2 separate regions of the Bos taurus genome follow, and region 1 is linked to region 2. Evidence: chromatin contacts called from public Hi-C data. All regions are on one chromosome and are shown on one strand. The core of a region is the stretch at or near the end of the contact, and the rest is flanking DNA. Distances in the headings are between cores, read along the strand shown. Region 1 has its middle 13 kb from the start of DNAH6. Region 2 has its middle 18 kb from the start of TRNAG-CCC.

Evidence for each region. A called contact is a pair of places that touch in the nucleus more often than the background predicts.
Region 1: a contact with region 2 is called in a Hi-C map of liver, with 6 times the contacts expected there. The contact joins two enhancer-like sites. A contact is called at or near these places in 2 of 11 Hi-C or Micro-C datasets (liver and skeletal muscle).

Annotation. Positions count from the first base shown.
Region 1 is chr11:50,496,290-50,502,478 of ARS-UCD2.0, forward strand. No RefSeq gene overlaps it. Among named protein-coding and RNA genes, the nearest start is that of DNAH6, 13 kb to the left of the region's middle. Within about 2 kb of position 1,837, at least 10 of the 102 cell types and tissues checked have an H3K27ac peak or open chromatin away from gene starts, as enhancers often do. A contact at or near this core is called in liver, where this site is marked.
Region 2 is chr11:50,068,829-50,075,001 of ARS-UCD2.0, forward strand. No RefSeq gene overlaps it. Among named protein-coding and RNA genes, the nearest start is that of TRNAG-CCC, 18 kb to the right of the region's middle. Within about 2 kb of position 3,658, at least 63 of the 102 cell types and tissues checked have an H3K27ac peak or open chromatin away from gene starts, as enhancers often do. A contact at or near this core is called in liver, where this site is marked.

The DNA.
Region 1 (6,189 bases), core at 587-3,086, 430 kb after region 2:
TGAGATCACCCAACCCTCTTTCCCCACTTAATTCCCAGAATAATGGCCTAGGGTGTCCAACCATCTCAATTTCTTGGGACTGCAGGTGTTTCCAGGATGGAGACTTGGAGTTTTAAAACCAATACAGTCCTGAGCAAACCAGAATGTCACCCTAGTCTCAAAACATTAGCAGTTAGACCCTTTCATTCAGGAGACTGGGAGAATCTTCTTTGGGGAATTTTACCAGCCCAAGGGGAAAAATCTGAACATACGGGGAGTGGAGGTTCTACATCTTAGTGGTCCAGTCAGATCAACCTTGTAGGAGGGTCATTGAACAAGCTCCAAATGGGCGCGTGGAGGTTCCAGTTGTGTTTTTAGATACTCTTTCAGAAATAAGCAGACAACTAAGAATTATTAGACAATTCGGGGAAAGTCTTACACAAAAGACAGAAACTAGAACATCCAAACAGGATAAGCAACAGGAGAGGTAAGTACCTGATTCAAGTTGGCATGTCAAAGTCTTTCTCTTGGATCTCAAAAGATGCACCTGGAGGGAGAATCTTCTCTTCCTCTCTAGCCATATGCTGTTAGGATGTGTCTGGAGCTCCTGGAGGCCCTATTCTCCTCTATAAAGGGAAGCCCACAGTTGGCCACACAGAGATGCACTAATGGGAAATGAACTCAGCCTAGCGTCCCCATGGCTCTTCATACCAAGATCATTATCTCTAAAGCTGTCTTTCTTTTTCCAAAGTTTGGTTGTATGACTCAATAAATTCCAAGACTTTTCCAAAAAGGCTTACGTTTGAACAGATTTTTTTGTCATTTGAAACCAACTGGTCCTGGATGCCTCATGAATGGCATTGCCCATTCTACACATCTGCCTTTTTAATCCATACTCTATATCCACAAAGTTTCCAAATCAGCTTTTGCCCCTGTTTAAAATAAAGATTGCCCAACTCATGAAGGTAAAAATACATGAGATTTCAGTGAACAATGGATGCTTTTAGCAAACCCAACACGCACTAACTTTTCATTATCTCTCACGATGATGTCCTCCCCAAAATAAAATCTAGATAAATGACCGAAATATAGAAATCTGGACCATAAAGCAGAAATGAAGAGAAGAAAGAAAACTGTGCATTAACTCTGCTAGTCTTCCTCATAGTAGTGAAGGGAAAATGTGGTATCCATAAGAATTGTGTTCAATAGCAAGTAGCAGAACACCCAATTAACAGTGACTTAATTGAACAGACTTGTTGGGAGTTATTAATGCCACATGTTCCTATGATTCTCAGCCTTTTCATTATGATAGCAATAGGGTTATTGCAGTCCCAGCCATCATGTGCACATACAAGAGAGAAATAAGGGGATAAAGTCAAAGGATGTATTTATCTCTACAGAGGAAGAGCAAAAGCTCTTCCAGAAGCCTCTACATCAGATTAGATTTCCCCTTGGGGATTCCCTAGTGGCTCAGATGGTAAAGAATCTGCCTGCAATACAGGAGACCTGAGTTCAGCCCCTGGGTTGGGAAGATCCCCTGGAGAAGAGAAAGGCAATCCACTCTAGTATTCTTTCCTGGAGATTTCCACGGACAGAGGAGCCTGGCCAGCTACAGTCCATGGGGTCACAAAAGAGTTGGATGTGACTAAGTGACTAACAATTTTGCTGTCTATGTGTCTTTGGCTGGAACAGGGTCCGAAGTTTACATCTAGCTGAAAACGAGACTGAGAAGGTAGGAAACAAGATTGTTGCAAATGACTCAGTACCGTCATGATTCGTTACCTAGGGCTAGACATATGTGCCCTCCTCCATGAGGTGGTATTGACACAGAAGGACAGGCAAAGTGATGCTGTGTGGGGAGGCATGCCTACCACAGGAACCAAAGTAAGTAGGTTACAGTGTTAAAAATACTGCTGAAACTGAAACTCTCACATATGGTGGGTGGGACTTTAGAAGGGTACAATCACTTTGAAAAGCAATTTGGCAGTTTTTTACCTGCCTAGATGAATTTCACAAATGTGATTAAAGATCTTGAGATGGGAGAAATTGTCCTGGATTATCCAGATGGGCCCAATGTAAACTTAAATCTTTACAGGAGGGAGGCAACAGGATCAAAGGAAAAAAGAAGTGAGAGGAAGGAAGCAGAGGTTGGAGAGATGCACTTTGAAGATGAGGGAAGGGACCTTATTTCAAGGAATGGGGATGACCTCTAGAAATTGGAAAGGAAAAGGATTCTCTTCTAGAGCCTCCAGGAGTGATGCAGCTGTGCCAACGCCTTGGTTTTAGATTTCTGATCACTTAAAGAGTCAACTGTATAATATACACACTACCATATACAAAATATGGGCTTCCCTGGCAGCTCACACAGCAAAGAATCTGCCTGCAATGCAGGAGACCCAGGCTCCACCCTGAGTGGGGAAGATTCCCCTGGAGAAGGGAATGGCTACCCACTCCAGTATTCTTTCCTGGAGAATTCCATGGACAGAGGAGTCTGGTGGGCTGCAGTCCATGGTGCTGCAATGTCAGATATAACTGAGCAACTAATACTATATCTATCTACACTATATCTATATACCTATACATAAAATAGATAATCAACAAGGACTTACTGTATAGCATAGAGAACTCTACTCGATATTCTATAATAACCTATACGGGAAAAGAATCTGAAAAAGAATGGAGATATATATATATATATATATATATATATATAACTGAATCACTTTGCTATATACCTGAAACTAACACAGCATTGTTAACCAACTATACTTCAATATAAAAATTATTTTTACAAAGAGTCAAGCTGTAAATGTAAAACATAGCTTCTGTCCTATAATTAATTGGCAAGGCAGACTAAGCTTTTAAAGAACTGTTTAAATAACTAGTCATAGTCACCTGAATTATTTTCTTAGGATACTTCTCCTTTCATATCTAAGAATAGAGTACCCAATTTATACTTGCAAATCTGAGTGTAAAGGTAGGCTGTAGTCTTAATTATTGCTGTTGTTCAGTAACTCAGTCAAGTCCGACTCTTTTTGACCCCATGGACTACAGCACACCAGTCTTCCCTGTCCTTCACTGTCTCCCAGAGTTTGTTCAAACTCATGTCCATTGAGTCTATGATGCCCCCAACCATCTCATCCTGTGTCATCCCCTTCTCCTCCTGCCCTCCATATTTCCCAGCATCAAGGTCTTTTTCAGTGAGTCAGCTCTTGCATCAGGTGGCCAAAGTATTGGAACTTCAGGTTCAACATCAGTCCTTCCAAAGAATATTCAGGGTTGATTTCCTTTAGGATTGACTGGTTGGATCTCCTTGCTGTCCAAGAGACTCTGAAGAGTCTTCCCCAGCATCACAGTTTGAAAGCAGTGTGTCAATTAATTTAGAAGACAAGAGACAGAACCCTTTGAAAAGACAGCTTCGACCCATACAAAAATCCCACAGGGTCATGATGTCCTAGAATGGGGTGTTTGTCCCCAGAGATATATTTTCCTTTCTTTGGAGCTTTCCTCATAGACAGGGACTTGAGACCAGGTCCAAAGAGTATTGTCAGCAACTCAGCAAGAGGCTGGCAGTACTGACTTAGTTCTCCTGTGATCTGGGAAAGTGGACCAGTCCTTGCACTCAGACTGCTTCTTCCACTGGGCCCAAATCATGTTTGCCAAAGTCTAGCTAGTGGTAAAGAACCCGCCTGCCAATGCAGGAGACATAAGAGATGCAGGTTCAATCCCTGGGTCAGGAAGATCCCCTGAAGAAGGAAATGGCAACCCACTCCAGTATTCTTGCCTGGAGAATCCCATGGACAGGCTTCTCTGTCCATCAGAAAGAGACAGACACGACTGAAGTGACTTAACACTCAGCACAGCAGGAATTTGCCAAGGGCAGGCCCTGAAGGCTCCTACTTCATAGTCAGCTTCTTTACCATTGCTGACAATCTGCAAGTGCTTGGACTTTAGCAATAAATCTTTCTTATGTTGGGGCTTCCCAGGTGGCGCTAGTGCTAAAAAATCTTCCTGCCAATGCAGGAGATGCAAGAGTCATGGGTTCGATCCTTGGGTCAGGAAGACCTCTTGGAGAAGGAAATGGCAACTGACTCCATATTCTTGCCTGGAAAATTCCATGGACAGAGAAGCCTGATGGGCAACAGTTCATGGACTTGCAAAAAGTCAGGCAAGATTGAACACATACATACACAAATAAGTGGGTGATGCCAAAAGCCAGACTTGGGGACTAGCTGTTCTCTGGCATCCCAGTTGAAGGCCTCTCAGTATCAGGAAGTTCCCTTTGCTCAACACCTTGGGCTGGTCCAGACACACAAGCAATCCTGAATCAACATTTGTTGAGTTAACACATGATCTATTGGTTCTAATCATTAAATTGCTTCTTAACCTCTGAGTGCAGGGAACACTGCAGATAGCCCTAAAGATCAGGTTTCCTTGGGCATCTTTGTTCCAGATTTTGTTCTTCTATTGCCTTCTCAGTGAAAGAAAGCTCCTCTTTTTTTGCCATGGAAAAGGCCAACAGCTATGCGAACCTGGGCAATAAAGTTAGCTCTTAACCAGTTAGCTATTAACCAGCAGGCAAGATAACTTAGCTCCTTATCAAACTCCAGGCACCTCCCTTTCCTAACTTTTTCCAGCCCCAAGTGGAAAAGCAGATTAAGGCCTTGGGCAATCACAGCGTGCATTTGCCGTCAGTTCCTCCCCAAGTTGTATTCGAGTGGTAACAGGTCAGAATCAATAGCTGGCAGCTCGAGGGCTTCCCTGGTGGCTCGGACAGACCCCATTCCAGTATTCTTGCCTGGAGAATCCCATGGACAGAGGAGCCTGGTGGGCTACAGTCCACGGGGTCACAAAGAATCGGACATGACTGAGCAACTAAGCACACACAGGCTGAGGTGGAGGAAGGCACCAATTGGCAGGCAGTCTGCAGGCTGAGGGGTGAGTGAAGCTGGAAAGGGGCAGCAGCCTCAGGAGCTGATGATGGGGTTGGGGGGTGGCTTAATAACTTTTTATACTTTCCCGGAACTTTGAATTTGTTTTGGACCCATTAAGTCTTATTCCCCACTGGGGGCTCCACAAGGCATTGAATCCTTATATTTTATAATTAAAGCAAAGATACAGAATTGTGGAAAATGTTAAGCTATGTTTGAGAAAGAGTAGTGTAAGGATGTATGTAGAAAAAGCTAATATCTCTAATGGGAAATGAGGCAGAAAAGAAGTTTGGGAATAAGTCCCAGAAGACTTCAGGGATAAGTATTAATGAGTGCATGTTAAGTTGTGTCCGACTCTTTGCGACCCTATGGACTGTAACCTACCAGGCTCCTCTGTTCACAGGATTCTCCAGGCAAAAAGCTGGAGTGGGTTGCCATGTCCTCTGCCAGAGGATCTTCCCCACCCAGGGATCAAATTAGCGTCTCTTATGTCTCTTGCATTGATAGGTGGGTTGTTTACCACTAGCACTACCTGGGGGGCCTAAGCATTAGTAGCCATTAAGATAAAATGAACTTCCAGGTGTACAAGCTGGTTTTAGAAAAGGCAGAGGAACCAGAGATCAAATTGCCAACATCTGCTGGATCATGGAAAAAGCAAGAGAGTTCCAGAAAAACATCTATTTCTGCTTTATTGACTATGCCAAAGCCTTTGACTGTGTGGATCACAATAAACTGTGGAAAATTCTGAAAGAGATGGACATACCAGACCACCTGACCTGCCTCTTGAGAAACCTGTATGCAGGTCAAGAAGCAACAGTTAGAACTGGACATGGAACAACAGACTGGTTCCAAATAGGAAAAGGAGTACATCAAGGCTGTATATTGTCACCCTGCTTATTTAACTTCTATGCAGAGTACATCATGAGAAACGCTGGGCTGGAGGAAGCACAAGCTGGAATCAAGATTACCGGGAGAAATATCAATAACCTCAGATATGCAGATGACACCACCCTTATGGCAGAAAATGAAGAGGAGAGTGAAAAAGTTGGCTTAAAACTCAACATTCAGAAAACTAAGATCATGGCATCTGGTCCCATAACTTCATGGGAAATAGATGGGGAAACAGTAGAAACAGTGGCTGACTTTATTTTTCTGGGCTCCAAGATCACTGCAGAGGTGATTGCAGCCATGAAATTAAAAGATGCTTACTCCTTGAAAGAAAAGTTAAGACCAACTAGACAGCATATTGGAGAAGGCAATGGCACCCCACTCCAGTACT
Region 2 (6,173 bases), core at 2,408-4,907:
CAAAGGCAGTCTTCATTTCTGTTAGTTTTATTTCTAGCATTTCCTTTAGATTCTTTCTTAGAGTTTCTATCTCTCTGCTTAATTATCCACCTGTTCTTGCCTGTTGTCTACCTTTTCCATCAGAACCCTTAACATATTATTCATAGCTATTTAAAATTCCCTGTTAATTTCAAGATCTGTGTCATATCTGAATCTCTTTTCTTTGTTTCTTTAACTGTATTAAAAATTTTTTTTAGGATGACTTACAGTTTTTGTTGAAAGCTAGACATGTATCAGTGAGGTGATAGAAACAAAGAAGCTTTTATGTGAAATGTTTATATTAATCTGGCTAGGTGAAGCTGGGCTTTGTTTAATGTATACTAAAGCTGTAGGTGCCAGAGGCTACAGTTTACTCTAATATCCTTAATTTTTCCCCTTCCATTGTTGTTTTTTGTCTTCTCTGATAACTCCTTTTTCTTGAGACGATTATTTATTTTTTTGGCCCTGCTGTGCAGCATGTGGGATCTTAGTTCCCTGACCAAGGATTGAACCTGTGCCCCCTGCATTGGAAGGGTGGGGTCTCAACCGCTGGACCATCAAGAAAGTCCCATCTGAAAATTCCATGTAAAAAACTGTGGCAACCCCCACCCCCACCCTGGCAAAATGTAAAATTCACCCCTTCAACAATTTTCAAGACTGTACTACAATACTGTCAACCCCATGCAGATTGCCATGCAACTGATTCCTAGAACTTTCCTATTCTAAAAAAAACTCTGCGTCAATGAACACCAACTCCCTACCTCCTATTCCCTTCAGCCACTGGCAACCACCATTTTCTTTCTATTTCTGAAGTCTATTTTAGAGACCTCATATAAGTTCAATCACACAGTACTTGTCTTTCTGAGATGAGCTTATTTCACTTAGCATAGTGCCATCGAGGTCTATCCCTATTGTATTAATAGCATAGGACAGGAATTCCTTCTTTTTAAGGAATGAATAGTTATGTTCCACTGTATGTACATACCACATTTTCTTTATCCATTCATCTGCTGATGGACCAGAGATTGAATCCATGTCCCCTGCATTGCAAGGTGAGTTCTTAACCTCTGGGCCACTAGGGAAGTCCCTCTCTTCATTTTTCACCACGCAGATTTGCCCTACCACCTCAGTATTTGGATGTATCTAAGAAAAGTTGCTAATTTTCAGTTTATTTTTTTCTGGTTTTGAGGATAGGGTGACAATTTTCCAGATGTTTGTGTTCTAGCTGAAACCAAAAGTCTTCACATTTTTTTAAATGAAAACAAACATATTCAAAAGTATAGAGAATAGAAAAGGAATCCCCATAAACCCATTGCTCAGATTCAAAACATACGAACATTTCGTCACATTTATTTTGTCTCTCCATCTATTCCTTTGCATTTTGCTTCTTTTAGTCTCTATGGAAATAGTTTACAGCAAATCCCAGACATCAATCAGTATGCAATCAGTTTGAAGCTCTGAAAAACAAAACAAACAGGTTTTTCGGGTTGTTGGTGATTTTGCTCACGTAACTTTGGTATTTTATTTATTTTTTTTTAATTTTTTTTTTAACTTTGGTATTTTAGCACGTAGTTTTCTTGTTTCATTTTGCTGACAAATTTGATGGCTGAAGCATTTTCTTTCAAAAATTAAGATGTGATTTTTAATATTAAATATTGAAATAGTCCTAAACCAAGTTTTCTACACAAAACAATATTTCTGAAAATGTTTACTCAGAAAACACTCTTCCTGTACCTGGCAACTGCTTGTGAGTTTAGGTCCACGTTGCCCCTAGCTCCTGGCTGAAGCAACCTTTGGATACCAACACCTGCCTTGTTTTCTGTCTGCTGCTTCTGCTTATCTCCTTCTATGACCTGAGGGACTTCCCAGGTGGAGCTAGTAGTAAAGAACCCACCTGCCAATGCAGGAGACATAAGAGATGCCGGTTTGATCCCTGGGTTGGGAAGATCCCCTGGAGGAGGGCATAGCCACCCAGCATTCTTGTCTGGAGAATCCCATGGACAGAGGAGCTTGTCAGACTACAGTCCATAGGGTTACACAGAATCAGACATGACTGAAGCGACTTAGCACACACACACATGACCTGAACACAACTCTGTTACTCACTTCCACCCCCTCCTGTTCCAACCTGGGTATTTCCTTCCCTCACTAATCACTCATTCATGGATTCAAGACTTATTTGCCAGCATACATATCTATGGACTTCCCAGGTGGCGCTAGTGATAAAGAACCCTCCCGCCAATGCAGGTAGACATGAGACACAGGTTTGATCCCTGCGTGGAGAAAATCCCCTGGAGGAGGGAATGGCAAGCCACTCCAGTATTTTGCCTGGAGATTCCCACGGACAGAGGAGCCTGGCAGGCTACAGTCCATAGAGTCACACAGAATAGGACATGACTGAGTGACTTAGGACAAATTCATAAACATGTACACCACAACTTAAGCCACCATAGATTTAAGGTAATTAAAAAAGATATTTACAATGAAACAAAAAAGAAGAAGGCAAAACATCAGCCAAGGAGACAATTGCAAGGATCATAAACACAAATATTCCATGCAAACTTATAATCCTTAATTTAAAAAAAATATTGAAACTCTGTGGCATCTTCACCTCTTACAAAGAGCTTGGGGAGTGGTCATTGACTCTAGATCTGTTTTTCTTAAAACGCCTTCAGACCTGCCTTCCCATCTGTCTCCTAGAGGCAGTCAGCAGTAAGGGTGATAAAAAGGACCCATGTGTCTGGGTTTGGGACTCTACCCACTTAGATCAGGCTTGTGTTGAGAGATGCCAATTCACGTGTGTGAGTGTGGGTGGAAAAGCAGCTTTGGAAAGGAGGAGACGCCCCACAGTAGACCCTGCCGAGGCGCCCCCCCCCCCCTCCGTGACTGCACTAACACTCTCTTGTCAGGGTTCTTTGAAAACCACCTCTAGGGAAGTTGCATCTCCATTTACTTCTAAGTGCCTCTCAAGCTTAAAGGTAAACAAGCTATGCAGTGTTGAATAAAAATGCGTTGCGAGCAGGGATCTGATAGGGAAGCTCCCTGGAAAATAGGAGACCTCCTGAGAACCCAAACTTAACTCCAAAGTTGAGTCAAAGCGCTCATAAAGGATCCTCCACCCCCAACCCTCCCACCATTGTGAACTGTTTGGGGAATATGGAGGAGGTCAGTTGTGATCATAGAAGAGGGAATGTGTTAAATTAGTTGTTTCTGGTCTTTAGGCTGTTTAGTTGCTTAGTTGTGTCCGACTCTTTGTGACTGGGGACTGTAGCCTGCCAGGCTCCTCTGTCCATAAGGATTTCCCAGGCAAGGATACTGGAGCAGGTTGCCATTTCCTTCTCCAGGGTTCCTGACCCAGGGATCGAATCCACATCTCCTGTATTATAGGCTGATTCTTTACCACTGAGCCACCTGGGGAAGCCCCCAGATACTACACTACTCTCTGGATTTTTTTTTTTTTTTTTCTGCTTTGCTGAAGACCTGAAACAGAATTGGAGCAAAATACAGAAACTTGTCCCAGTTCTCTATTGCTACTCCAGAAGTGGCCACAAGATGGCGCTTGTTCCCTCTTTAGAGTCTTCAGTGTTCCTTCCGCCCAGCGCCCTGTTGTACCCGGAACCTGCTTGTGGCTGCCTGCAGGCTGGTGGTTTGAGTTCTTTCGTGTCCTTCCAATCTTGCATGAAAGAAGTCTGCTCTCCTGCACTGGGAGCCCGGAGTCCTAACCACTGGACCGCTAGGGAAGTCCTTCAGAAGTTTTTTAAACACTGTGGTGGCCTAACGCTGCATATCTCCAAGCCACCTATATTTAAAATGTCTGGCCCAGAATAAAACCTGAACTCCCCAGTATGACCCTGGGGACCCTTCACAGTTATCCCCGCCCTCCTTTTCCATCCCCATCTCAAGCACTTAGGCTCTAGGCAGACCCAACATGCCCTCCACAGCCTTCGCCCTGGGCGCAAATCCGTTGTCCAGAAAGCCCCTGCTCGAGCGTTCCCGCTCCCCCGCAGGCTTGTGGGGTCCTCACAGGCTGAGACAGGACCGCTGCATAGCTTCACTCCAAGGGGCAACTTTCCACTGGACTTTGTCAGAACAGTGTCCCCCGGGGCAAGTTGTGCAACGTCGCCGCTGGGCACGGAGCAGGCTCTCGGTGTGACAAATTACCGGGCTCACTCAGTCTGTGGCCGCCTCCACGGCCGGCCGCCAGTCGGCGCTCATCCTTCCCTCGGGGGCTCTGCGGCGGCCGAAGACCAGGGAGGCAGGTCTGTGGCGCTTTTGAATCTCAAGCCGCCCTTTGCCCCTCATGGCCCTGGAGCCCTGAGCCCACTAGAGACCGGATTTAGGGTACATTCCCCTCCCTTCTGCCCCGTGGTTGGTTCTAAACACCCCCAGGCTCAATTCGTTTCCACGTGGACGGTGGTGCTGACTCAAGAACTTGTTATTGGAGTCATCAGACCCTCTCATGATGCTCGAATTGGCAGTACCAGCCGTGCACGTTCCACTTGCCTAGTCCAGCCCTGTATCCCCCTGGGGGTGGCCAGGCTTGAGGACTAAGTGGACTGGCATCTAGATAGGCCAGGCAGACACCCCAACCCTCCACCCCCAGAATGTGACCCAGGGGTTCTGGAAAGACCCTCTTAGCACTCTGAGCCTGCTGGCAGAGGGGGAGACACGGTCATGGGAGGGCTTCCAACAGCCAGGAACCTCCAGGCGAGCTGAGCATAAGCAATGGGACAGCCTTGTCTAAAGGGCCACTCATCTGCCTTGTGTCTATGTTCTGTGAAGTGAAAGTGTTAGTTGCTCAGTCCTCTCTGACTCTTTGGGGCCCCATGGACTGTAGCCTGCCAGGCGTCTCTGTCCACGGAATTCTCCAGGTGAGAAAACTGGAGTGGGTAGCCATTACCTTCTCCAGGGGATCTTCTCCACCCACGGATCAAACCCTCCTCATCCTGCAGGAGGATTCTTTACATCTGAGTCACCAGGGAAGCCTTTCTATGGCCTTTAAGACCTCTAGAATTTCTAAAAGAAGGGGCTAGGCAGCAATCTGTTTGGAAGAGGGTGGCCTATGGCATGGGAATAAGGGAGGCGCCTACAGACTTGCTTTGTAAGGATCCCCTTTTGCAGCTTAATAAAAAGAATATGATTTTCTAGCATTGTTTTTATTACATGTACATAAGGGTATTCTTGTTCAGATGCTCAGTCGTGTCCAACTCTTTGCGACCTCATGGACTATGGCCTACCAAGCTCCTCTGTCCATAGGATTCACCAGGCAAGAATAGTGGAGTGGGTTGCCACTTCCTTCTCCAGGGGATCTTCCTGATCCAGGGATGGAACTCATGTCTCCTGCACTGGCAGACAGATTCCTTACCACTAATGCCACCTGGGAAGCCCCAAGGATATTCTTACATGTGTTTGTATACTAGTTTGATAAAGATTGGTCTTCCCTGGTGACTCAAGTGGTAAAGTGTCTGCCTGCAATGCAGGAGACCTGGGTTCAATCCCTGGGTTGGGAAGATTCCTTGGAAAAGGAAATGGCAACCCATTCCAGTACTCTTGCCTGGAAAATTCCATGGATGGAGGAGCCTGGTGGGCTACAGTCCATGGGGTCGCAGAGTCGGATACGACCGAGCAACTTCACTTTCTTTCACTTCTTTCTTTGATCAAGATTATAGTGGGGTTGGGACTTCCCTAGTGGTCTAGTGGCTAAGACTCTGTGCTCCCAAGGCAGAGGGCCAGGGATGGATCCCTGATCAGGGGACTAGATCCCACACGCCACAACTGAAGATCCCATGTGCTGCAACAAAGAGACCCAGTGCAGCCAGCGACTAACACACACACACATAAAGATTATAGTGGGACAAACATCCCTTGGTACCAATCATGTTCTGGGTGACAGATGTATTGGTAAGCAACACTGATGAGAAGCAAACTGTGATGGATTTAGCATACATCAATGGCACCCCACTCCAATACTCTTGCCTGGAAAACCCCATGGATGGAGAAGCCTGGTAGGCTGCAGTCCATGGGGTCGCTAAGAGTCGGACACGACTGAGTGACTTCACTTTCACTTTTTCACTTGCATGCATTGGAGAAGGAAATGGCAACGCACTCCAGTGTTCTTGCCTGGGAAATCCCATGGACAGAGGAGTTTGGTGAGC